Regions from separate parts of the Mus musculus genome. Here regions 1 and 2 are each linked to region 3. Evidence: chromatin contacts called from public promoter capture Hi-C data. All regions are on one chromosome and are shown on one strand. The core of a region is the stretch at or near the end of the contact, and the rest is flanking DNA. Distances in the headings are between cores, read along the strand shown. Region 1 overlaps Nr6a1 (nuclear receptor subfamily 6, group A, member 1). Region 2 holds the start of Nr6a1 (nuclear receptor subfamily 6, group A, member 1). Region 3 holds the start of Strbp (spermatid perinuclear RNA binding protein).

Region 1 (2,885 bases), core at 86-2,585, 1.1 Mb before region 3:
CTTCCTGTTCTCTGAATTCTGCATCTTTCTGCAGCTCTGAGCTTTGTGTTCCCCAGCCTGCGACTGTGTGCTAACAAATCACTATTGTCCAGTGGGGCGAATGTGGCTGGAACTAAAGAATTGCTGTCTGGTTTCTATTCAAATCCAGGTAGTGAGATACATGAATGGACTTTTCGAATCGTCATGTGAATAACGTCTGCTCGGCATGAGAGCTCAGAGCCACGCTAGGCAAGATTAACTCCTAGGCTGCCCAGTAACACTCTGCGGTAGGAGCTAAACCATTAGAAAGAAGCGTCTGACACATGCTTAATTCTCCATTTCCTAAGTTGGGCTAGGTGTTAAATTATTTAACTGGTTTTTTTAAGTGTTCCTGAACTTTGGGAAACATGCCAGATTAGGTGTGTGTTTTTTTTTTTCCACTTAGAATAATGTTATATTGTCTGAAAAGTTTTTTCTAGCATTTTTTATATTATAAAGTTACTTGATTGCACATAAACAAAAGTAAGAGACAGCTGCTTTTCTCAAGGAACTAGTCCTTTAAACTGCTTTCCACCCCACAAAGGGAAACCATCCCCGCCCTTTTTAAAAAGTACTTTCTTATTACTTCAAATATTTTCCCCAAAGCCCACATCTATACAAAGAAAATCGAGCTTCACATGTAACATAAAAATCAAAGAAAACAAGTTGCCTTCAAATTAGGAACCCACCTAAGTTATACCAGAATTGGTTAATCTTTTTTAATTATAGGTTTAAAATGGTACTATAATTTACAATTCTCATTTATCTATAAACAGTTATTTTAAGTATCTTCAATATACCTGAAAAAGAAAATCTCGATAGGATTGCGTTTACATTTCTCCTCTCTCACAGGTACTATGAAATGGAGAGAGAGCCTTTTATGTTTCTTTTTGTCTTAAACTCAGACAGCTTTGTAAGCAGTAGTGTGTAGATTACAAGAGTTAGACAAAAGCAGGCGAGACTGAGAAGAGTGGAGGGGGGGTTGCTTGGGGCACTTCCTGTCACTCAACACATTCCAGATCACTAAAAAATTTCCACACACTGCATTCCCTCTTGCCCACTCAAGTTCCCAGTATTTTCTGATTCTGTGTGCTGCTGGTGTCTCTTGTGCTCCTTTCTTTCCATGGCTCTGCTAAGACTGCTTCAGGGGACACACATTCCTTTAGATTATACAAAGCATAGCTTGGAAAATGGCTGGCAGTTTCAGAATCTAGTCACGATTGCACGCATGAGCACCTCACACATCCATGCCCCCTTTCCCCCCTCCCACCTCCGCAGCTGGCTGACCTGTCTCACCCGCTGCTGGCCTATCGAACGGCCAGGACTGTCTGGTTTTGGCTCATGCCTTTGTCCATGTCTGGCTTAGTTCCTCTCTGTCTATGCTTGCCTTTACCCCCAACGCCCCAGGCGGCACAAGTGTTTGGCCATGCAAAACTACGGATAGAAAAGGTGGTAAAAACTTCAAACTTTGCTAAATTTTCTAACAGTTTATTCTTTTGTTAATTTCTGCCTTATTTAAATATTGTTTTAAGAAAAACAAATAGAAAATTAATTACCTAAAGGCAAAGAATGCAAAGCAACCTTTGTGTTCCTTATAATAACTGACTTAATAACTCTGCAGCTGCGTTATGGGGAGCGTATAAAGCTTCTGTTCCGAGAACAAAGGAGCACGTGCAGAAATGAGCCGAAAAAATCAGTGACAGCATTTCACTACACAAATTACTGAAAAGGTTTTAGTCAAAGCCTCTCAACAGATGCAATTTTAAAATGGTTTTTAGCTGGAAAAAAAATGAAAGTGCTTACCCGGTAAAAGAACCGAAGTAGTCCTGAACTGTTACGTAAGACTTTCTACAGTTGGATCTTTGTCAAAAGGGGAAGGGGGTGATAGAAGAAAGCAGCAACAACAAAAAAGTTGGAGCTGCTGTGGCTAGAGGACAACTTCTGTGCTTCCAGATAGGATTCTTGCTGTAGAAATGGAACTTCAGCCAGCACAGCATCCTGTCCCAGTAGAAAAATGAGTTTGTCAGTTTAAAAAAAAAAAAAAAAAAAAGATCCTGGAGCCCAGGCTAGACAAGGTATTGAACCGCACCAGGTTTCCTTGCAGCCCTGTCTGCTTAGCTCGCATTGAACTATATATGACCCAGATGATGGACAGAAGCACATTCAGTCATGTGCACACTGGAAGAAAGCGGATTTGCTGGTCCCCGCCAGGGCAGGGGTTTGTCTTCTGATTGGGCTGTGCCCTGATCGGTGAAATGTGAAGCCCTCACCATTCAGAGGCCATAATTCAGGACTGGCAGTTTGAGTGTCTGGCTGCTTCTAGTCACTGAGAGAGACTTTGTAGGTGTTGCTTTTGTTTGATGGCATGACCCACGGAGTAGTTGCTTACACCTTATATACATGTCGGGGGAACTAGTCTTTCTAAAATACAATAATGCAGCTGATGCCACAGTTCTAAGCCAGCCTATTGTTGATAAATTGTGCTGTAACTAAACTAATTGTTTGATTTAGCCAGCTTCCTCTCCAGACCATGGACCTGATTTTGCAGTTTGATAAGGTAATTATAAAAGTGGTGTTTGAAGCAGAAATGGTGTGTTCCTGTAGTAAGTCTAGCATTTGAGAGGCAGAAGTAGGAAAGATTGTGAGTTTTAGGCCAAATTTAGCTACATAGTAGCATAGTATATAGGAAGGAAGGAGGGAAGAGGGAAGTTTTATAGATCTAAATTATACCTAATGAAAAGCGAATAAACAGCAGAGAAGTGAGTTTTTAGATTTTAGAGTGTTTGAACATATGAGGAAGTAGCTTTAAATCTCTTATTATTCCTTTTTGGGATCACCCTTTAGTCATACAGGGGATTTTGGAGATG
Region 2 (2,854 bases), core at 34-2,533, 1.2 Mb before region 3:
GCCAAGTAAAGACTTCTAAACAATTAAGTAAAGAATGACTCACAAGAGCCAGAGGATTCCAGGGGCACATGGGGCAGAATGAAGTGACAGAATGAAACCGCTTCGATACGGCCCATTAGAGGAAAGCCCAGCAAAGCACCAGAGTTCTTTGATTTATAGTAAGCTAGATAGCATTTAAGTTCTAGACTGAAACTTAATAAGTCTTTTCCTAAGGGAGGTGTGTGTGTTGTATAGTGTGTGTGTGTGTGTGTGTGTGTGTGTGTGCGCGGGTTGTGTAGTGTGTGTGTGTGTGTGTGTGTGTGTGAGAGAGAGAGAGAGAGAGAGAGAGAGAGAGAGAGAGAGAGAGAGAGAGAGAGAGAGAGAGAGAACGCGCGCGGGGCATTTCTGAAAATCACCACCACCCCTAATCCTGAGAGCCCCATGGCCGCGCGCCACCTGGTGGCAGCGGGAGGTGGGCCCTGGAGGAGGAAGGGGAGAAAATCCAGGATTTTATTTGGTGGGAACTTCTGTAAACTGAGGCGATAGCGTGTATGTGAGAGTTGGTCTCTTATCACTGGATCCGATTCTTATTACACCTCTCATTTTTGAGACAGGTATACTGAACAGGAGTGGGAAGGGGAACACTCCGGGAAAGGGACATTCTTAAAACAGAACTCTTTAAGACACAAGGAGTCAGGGGTCTCAAGTTTTCTTTGGTGGCATCAGTGGAAGTGATCTTAGTTTGTCCATCTGTTCTATGGGCAGGGTGCGGGGAATGAAAGAGGAGGAAGAGAAACTTTAATCTTTCCCGCCCACCCGGAGGTAAAGGGGCTTTAAACACTTCTCCGGAAAGCAGAGTTGTATAGATTCTATTTGCATACGAACGCAGTCACCTCGGGTTAAACTCGGGTCCTTTAATCTCTGGTCCAATTTGTCGCTCAGCCCGGGAGGAAAGCCCTCATGAGTACCTACACACCCCGCCCCCTGGGGCCTTCCCCCACAGGGCTGGGCTTGGTTGCACGTGCTCACCCGGTTCCCGGTGGATACGCCTCCTTGGAAAGGCTCATTATTAGTGTGGGGAAATAGTTGGAATCATAGAGCACTATGATCACGAATAAGTTACAATAGAGAGAAAACTCTGACATAGCCGTTTATTATATTAATATATTAGAAATTTTATTAGAGTTTGTAATAGTGATAGGTTTGGGTTCTCCCTACTTAGGTCTTCCTGTTTTTTTTCCATCACCCCTTTATTTGGTAGAGTCCCGTGTGGGCAGCCTCGTTGGGAGGACTACATTTCCCAGAATTCCTCACGGGCATGTGCGTGGCAGCGGCGCGTGACGTCAGAGGAGGGAGCTGGCCAGTGCTGAGGGGGCGCGGCGCGGAGGGGCGCGGAGCCGGGCGGCTCAGGGGCCCAGAGAGTGCGGCGGCCGAGAGCCTGCCGGCCCCTGACAGCCCCCTCCCCCCGTGGAAGACCAGGACGACGACTACGAAGGCGCAAGTCATGGCGGAGCAGCGAAGCCCGAGAGGGCCCTGAGCACCGCCGCATGGAGCGGGACGAACGGCCACCTAGCGGAGGGGGAGGCGGCGGGGGCTCGGCGGGGTTCCTGGAGCCGCCCGCCGCGCTCCCTCCGCCGCCGCGCAACGGTGGGTAAGGGGCCTTCTGAGCCCGGGCGGTGCCAACGCCCGCGACCCCCTCTTTCTCTAAGCTGACTCTAGCTCCGGGATGCCGGGCAGCTCCTCAGTGAGGACTCCACCCTGGGCTCGCACTCTCCAGGCAGGGTCCCCGGTCCCCTCTGCTCGGACCCTCCCCTCCCCCCGTCCCCTCTGCGCCAACCCTTTCTCCTCCCCCAGGAGGCCCTGGTGCACGGAGCACCCTCTCTTCCTTCACCAGGGAGCTCGCAGACTCCACACCTTTGCGCCCTGCACCTATCCTGGAGCGTTTTCCTCCTCCACTGTCCCGAGCTTCCTCCCAGCCCGTGAGCCTCCGCCTCTGGGCAGACCGGTAATGGTCCTTCTCGGACCTCGGTGCTCACTCCTGTCCCCTGGCCTTCCTTTACTCAGACTCATTCTTCTAGGCGACGACTTTCTGCTGGCTCAGGTCTCCAGCGGGATCCTGGGGCACCGGGACACCTGCCTTTTCCCGGCGTTTGCCGGACGCTTCCCGCGCCGCCCAGCCTATCTCTTCCGGGGTGCTGAGAATTCCTCACCTGGCCCGGCCGCTTGCGTCCCCTTGTTCCCAGCCCAGTCCTCAGGTTCCTCCGGGCTGGCTCTCGCTCCCTCCCTGGCTCAATGTTTTATTTGTTTCTGTTTGATATCCCCCCCCCTCGGTGTTTGCGGCGGAATGTTTTTATTGGTAAAGTGTAAGGAGCTTTTGTGAGGTCGTAAAAGGTGAACTTTTGAACTTGGAAAGCGCCCTGGAGCAATTAGCGCAGGCGATAGCCCCGGGAGGCCTGCATTACAAAGGGTGCTCGTTGCGGCAGGCCAACGCTCCCGCGGCAAACCCGATTTATTTATTTATTTGCCCTGCCTTCCACCTTTCACATCTCCTCATTTCCGAATAAAGGGCAGGCTCTCAGAGATCCCTGCCTCCTCCCCTCTCTGCGCCATAAACGCGCAATTCTCTGGAAGATCTAGGACCCGAACAGTGTCTAACAAGTAACAGATTTCAGATTGAATGCAAACACTGGGGACAGTTAGGAGGCACTAAAAATTAATTGCTTTGGCAAGAAGTTTCTCAATCAGGACAGTGACCTGGCAGGTGTGGGGAAAGCAACCTGAAAATAGGTCCCCGAGATTCTGGTGAATGAGTGGGGACGCACAGAAGAGAAATCTTGAGTTGGATTTGGTGCTTCATAACCGTATAAATTCATTA
Region 3 (2,721 bases), core at 69-2,568:
GCTTTTTAACTCTAAGTATTAACATATTCTGTGAATGAAGTACTGAGGTCATATATTTTGGTAGTGCTGTGGATGCAACCCTGGACTTTGTCCATGTCAGGCAAGTATTATTGAGAATCATTTCCAGTCCAGAGCTGTTAATATTTGAGTCTGGTACAGGAGCAAGATGAGAAGGGGACCTACCAGGGGGAGTGTGGGAGGTCAGTCCCCTACTGTCTGCTCAAATTAAGTGGGGTTCTTTGCTAGGTTTGCTTTAGGCTAAGGACCTTGACTTATTCTTCAGTGCATTCTAGCACCCTGCCGAGTGTGGAGCATGCAACACACACTAAGCATGGGCTGAACCCCCTGGGAGAATGCTAGGCACTAAGAAGATGCCAACGTAGAGCTGTAAAATAAAACTTGAACCTTTTATTTCTTTCCCAGTACCACCGTTGGAACAAAGTGGGTAGGTGTTTAGCTAGACTACTCCAGACCTAAGGAGGGAAATAAGGAGGGAAAGGATTTCCCGGGCCATTAAGGGTGGAGTAGGGAGAGGAGATTTTGATTTTTGTTCAGTGCTTGCTATGTGCCAGGAAAATTCATATCTATTGTTTTATGCCATCTGCTCAACGGCTCTTAAATAGGAATTACAGTTTTAGTTTTTGTGAAGTGGAAACTGAAGCTCGAGCGGTTCGGTAACTTGGCCAAGGTCACACAACCGGCAAGTGGGAGGGGGAGCGAATCAAGGAGGGATCGGAGTCTCTTACTCAGCCAAGGTACTGCCTGCCCCTCCTCCACCCGGGAGGCATTGCGGCGCTTACTCCGTTAGCGTAAAGGCCGAGGCTGGAGCTGGAGAAGCATCCCGCACCGGGACGCAGAACCTGGGGAAGCCGGCTCTCATTGCGGCCGGGAGCAGCTCTCAGAACCTGCAGTTACGAAGTTAATGCGCGCTTAGCTCTTTTCAGCAGTTGGCCTCCGCCCAGCAACGCTTACCGCCGCAGGCACAGCGGGGCTCAGGTACGGTTTGCGGCCCGGGCTAGGCGCCGCGAGGTGGGCGGGACGCAGTTTACGTAAGCGGTCTCGCAGGTGCAGGCGGCGGCCGCGGGCCTGAGCGCCCTGCGCGCTCCCAGGTGCGCAGTTGACGCAGGCGACAGCGCGGCGCGGCGGCGGCGGGCGCTGGCCGGAGCTCTCAGGTGCGGCAGAGCGCGCGTGCAGGGGGCGCGCGGAGGGCGATGGGGCGGGCTTTCCGTTCCCCAGCAGCCGCGGGCCCCGCCCCCTGGATCGGCCAATGGGCGTGCTCGGCGGCGTCACGTGCTTGCCGCCGCCGCCGCGGTCGCTGCCGAAGCCGAGCTCGGATCCGCGAGCGCCACCAAGGCAGCAGCCGCCGCAGCCGCCGCCGCTGTGCTGAGGAGCCGGAGACGCGGGCGGACGAGGTGGCGGCGGCGGCGGAGCGGGAGCGGGGAGCGGACGCGGGCGGAGCGCGGCGGCGCGGGTAGGCTGCGGCGGGGCCGGCGCCTGCGCGGCGGGCCGTCCCGGGCGGGCGGCGGTTGAGGCGGCGGTTGAGGCAGTTGGCGGAGGCTGCCCGGGCCCCGCATTGTTTGTTGTGCGTCCTTAGCAGCGGCGGCGGCTGCTGAGGCGAGGAGCGCGGCGCAATCCCAGCCCCGCGGCTTGAGCTTTGTGGTCGCCGCCGCGGTACCCGGCCGGTCCGCGTCAGGACTGCGGGTCGCCTTGCTTGCTTTCGGGGTCGGGGTCGCGGGTCCCGGCCCTGAACCTCCCGAGGGCGTGGGCAGCGTGCGGGGCGCCAGCTCTGGGGAGGTGGGAGGGTTCCGGACTCGGGGCAGGTGCTGGAGGACGTTGCGGGCAAGAGCTGGGGAGAGGCTCGGGGGGCGGGCACAGGGTGTGGGCAGATTTGGGTGTAAGGGAGCGTTGAGGGACCCGGCCCCACGGTGACCAGGGCCTCAAGGGCACGCCTGGGGGACCCATGGGGGCCTAGGTCGGGCTCGAGAGGGAAGGAGGACGTTCCGTTTGGGGATTCGGATGGGTGTGTAGGGGGATTTGGGGCGGGCAGGGGCAAGTGAGGTGGTGGAGGGAGGGACAAGATGGGCACCTCTAGGCAGAAATGGAAGGAGCAGATGCCCTGGTTAGCGCTGCTTGTGAGGGGCAGAGAATGGGGCAGGCAGCGGGAAGGCCACCGGACGCCTGAAGGGAAATGGCGGAGGAGGGGTCCGTAGCTGGGAGTGTGGCGAGCAGGCTGAGCCCCAAAAGATGGAGGGAAGGAGTGTCAGAGGAGGGGGTTCTCTCAAATGGTGGCGGTTGAAATTGAGGGTATTCAGGCAGGAGATGTCTGTCTGTGTGTGTGCGCCCAGGACGTCAGGAGTTCCCTAGTGAGTATCTGGCTGGGAAGTATGGAAGGAGACAGGAAGGGGTTGACAGGCTTGGGGAAAATGGCTTGGTTCTGTATTCAGGGTAGAGGAGGATAGAGCAAGTGGGAGGAGGAGTGGTTTACACAGGTACTGAGTTTGAGGGCTTTGGGAGAGAAATGGGGATAAGGAGGTTATGTGGAGGTTTTAGGTTGGGTGGAGAGAGATGTCAAGGCAGGAGGTGTGTGTAGCAGTAAAAGGGCAGCAGAAGTGAGTGAAGCGGAGGGTGTTTGTGTGAGAAATTCTAGTGGGCACCAGCAGAAGAGGAAACCTTGAGGTTGGGAGCACCCTGGAAAGGGATGGGGTGTGTGGCAGGATGGAG

The links. Promoter capture Hi-C pulls out the DNA fragments that hold promoters and counts their contacts. Capture Hi-C pulls out chosen DNA fragments and counts their contacts.
Region 1: a promoter capture Hi-C map of liver shows a contact between it and region 3, with 3 times the contacts expected there. The contact joins the enhancer-like site here to the promoter of Strbp in region 3. A contact is called at or near these places in 5 of 39 promoter capture datasets (the C10 cell line, cranial neural crest, liver and 2 more), 1 of 484 Hi-C or Micro-C datasets (muscle stem cells) and 1 of 115 datasets of contacts at active chromatin or transcription factors (astrocytes).
Region 2: a contact with region 3 is called in a promoter capture Hi-C map of adipose tissue, with 5 times the contacts expected there. The contact joins the promoter of Nr6a1 here to the promoter of Strbp in region 3. A contact is called at or near these places in 1 of 39 promoter capture datasets (neural stem cells) and 2 of 9 other capture datasets (adipose tissue and liver).

Annotation. Positions count from the first base shown.
Region 1 is chr2:38,822,506-38,825,390 of GRCm38.p6, reverse strand. All of the region lies in intron 3 of Nr6a1 (nuclear receptor subfamily 6, group A, member 1), which reads left to right. Nr6a1os (a long non-coding RNA gene) reads right to left here. Exons shown (of 7, transcript XR_866167.2): 1 at 1,822-2,885. Among named protein-coding and RNA genes, the nearest start is that of Nr6a1os, 8.0 kb to the right of the region's middle. Within about 2 kb of position 1,335, at least 311 of the 459 cell types and tissues checked have an H3K27ac peak or open chromatin away from gene starts, as enhancers often do. A contact at or near this core is called in astrocytes, liver, muscle stem cells and 2 more, where this site is marked.
Region 2 is chr2:38,924,890-38,927,743 of GRCm38.p6, reverse strand. It overlaps Nr6a1 (nuclear receptor subfamily 6, group A, member 1), which reads left to right and starts at 1,283. Exons shown (of 11, transcript NM_010264.4): 1 at 1,283-1,626. The coding sequence starts at 1,527.
Region 3 is chr2:37,701,942-37,704,662 of GRCm38.p6, reverse strand. It overlaps Strbp (spermatid perinuclear RNA binding protein), which reads left to right and starts at 1,318. Exons shown (of 18, transcript NM_001379315.1): 1 at 1,318-1,471.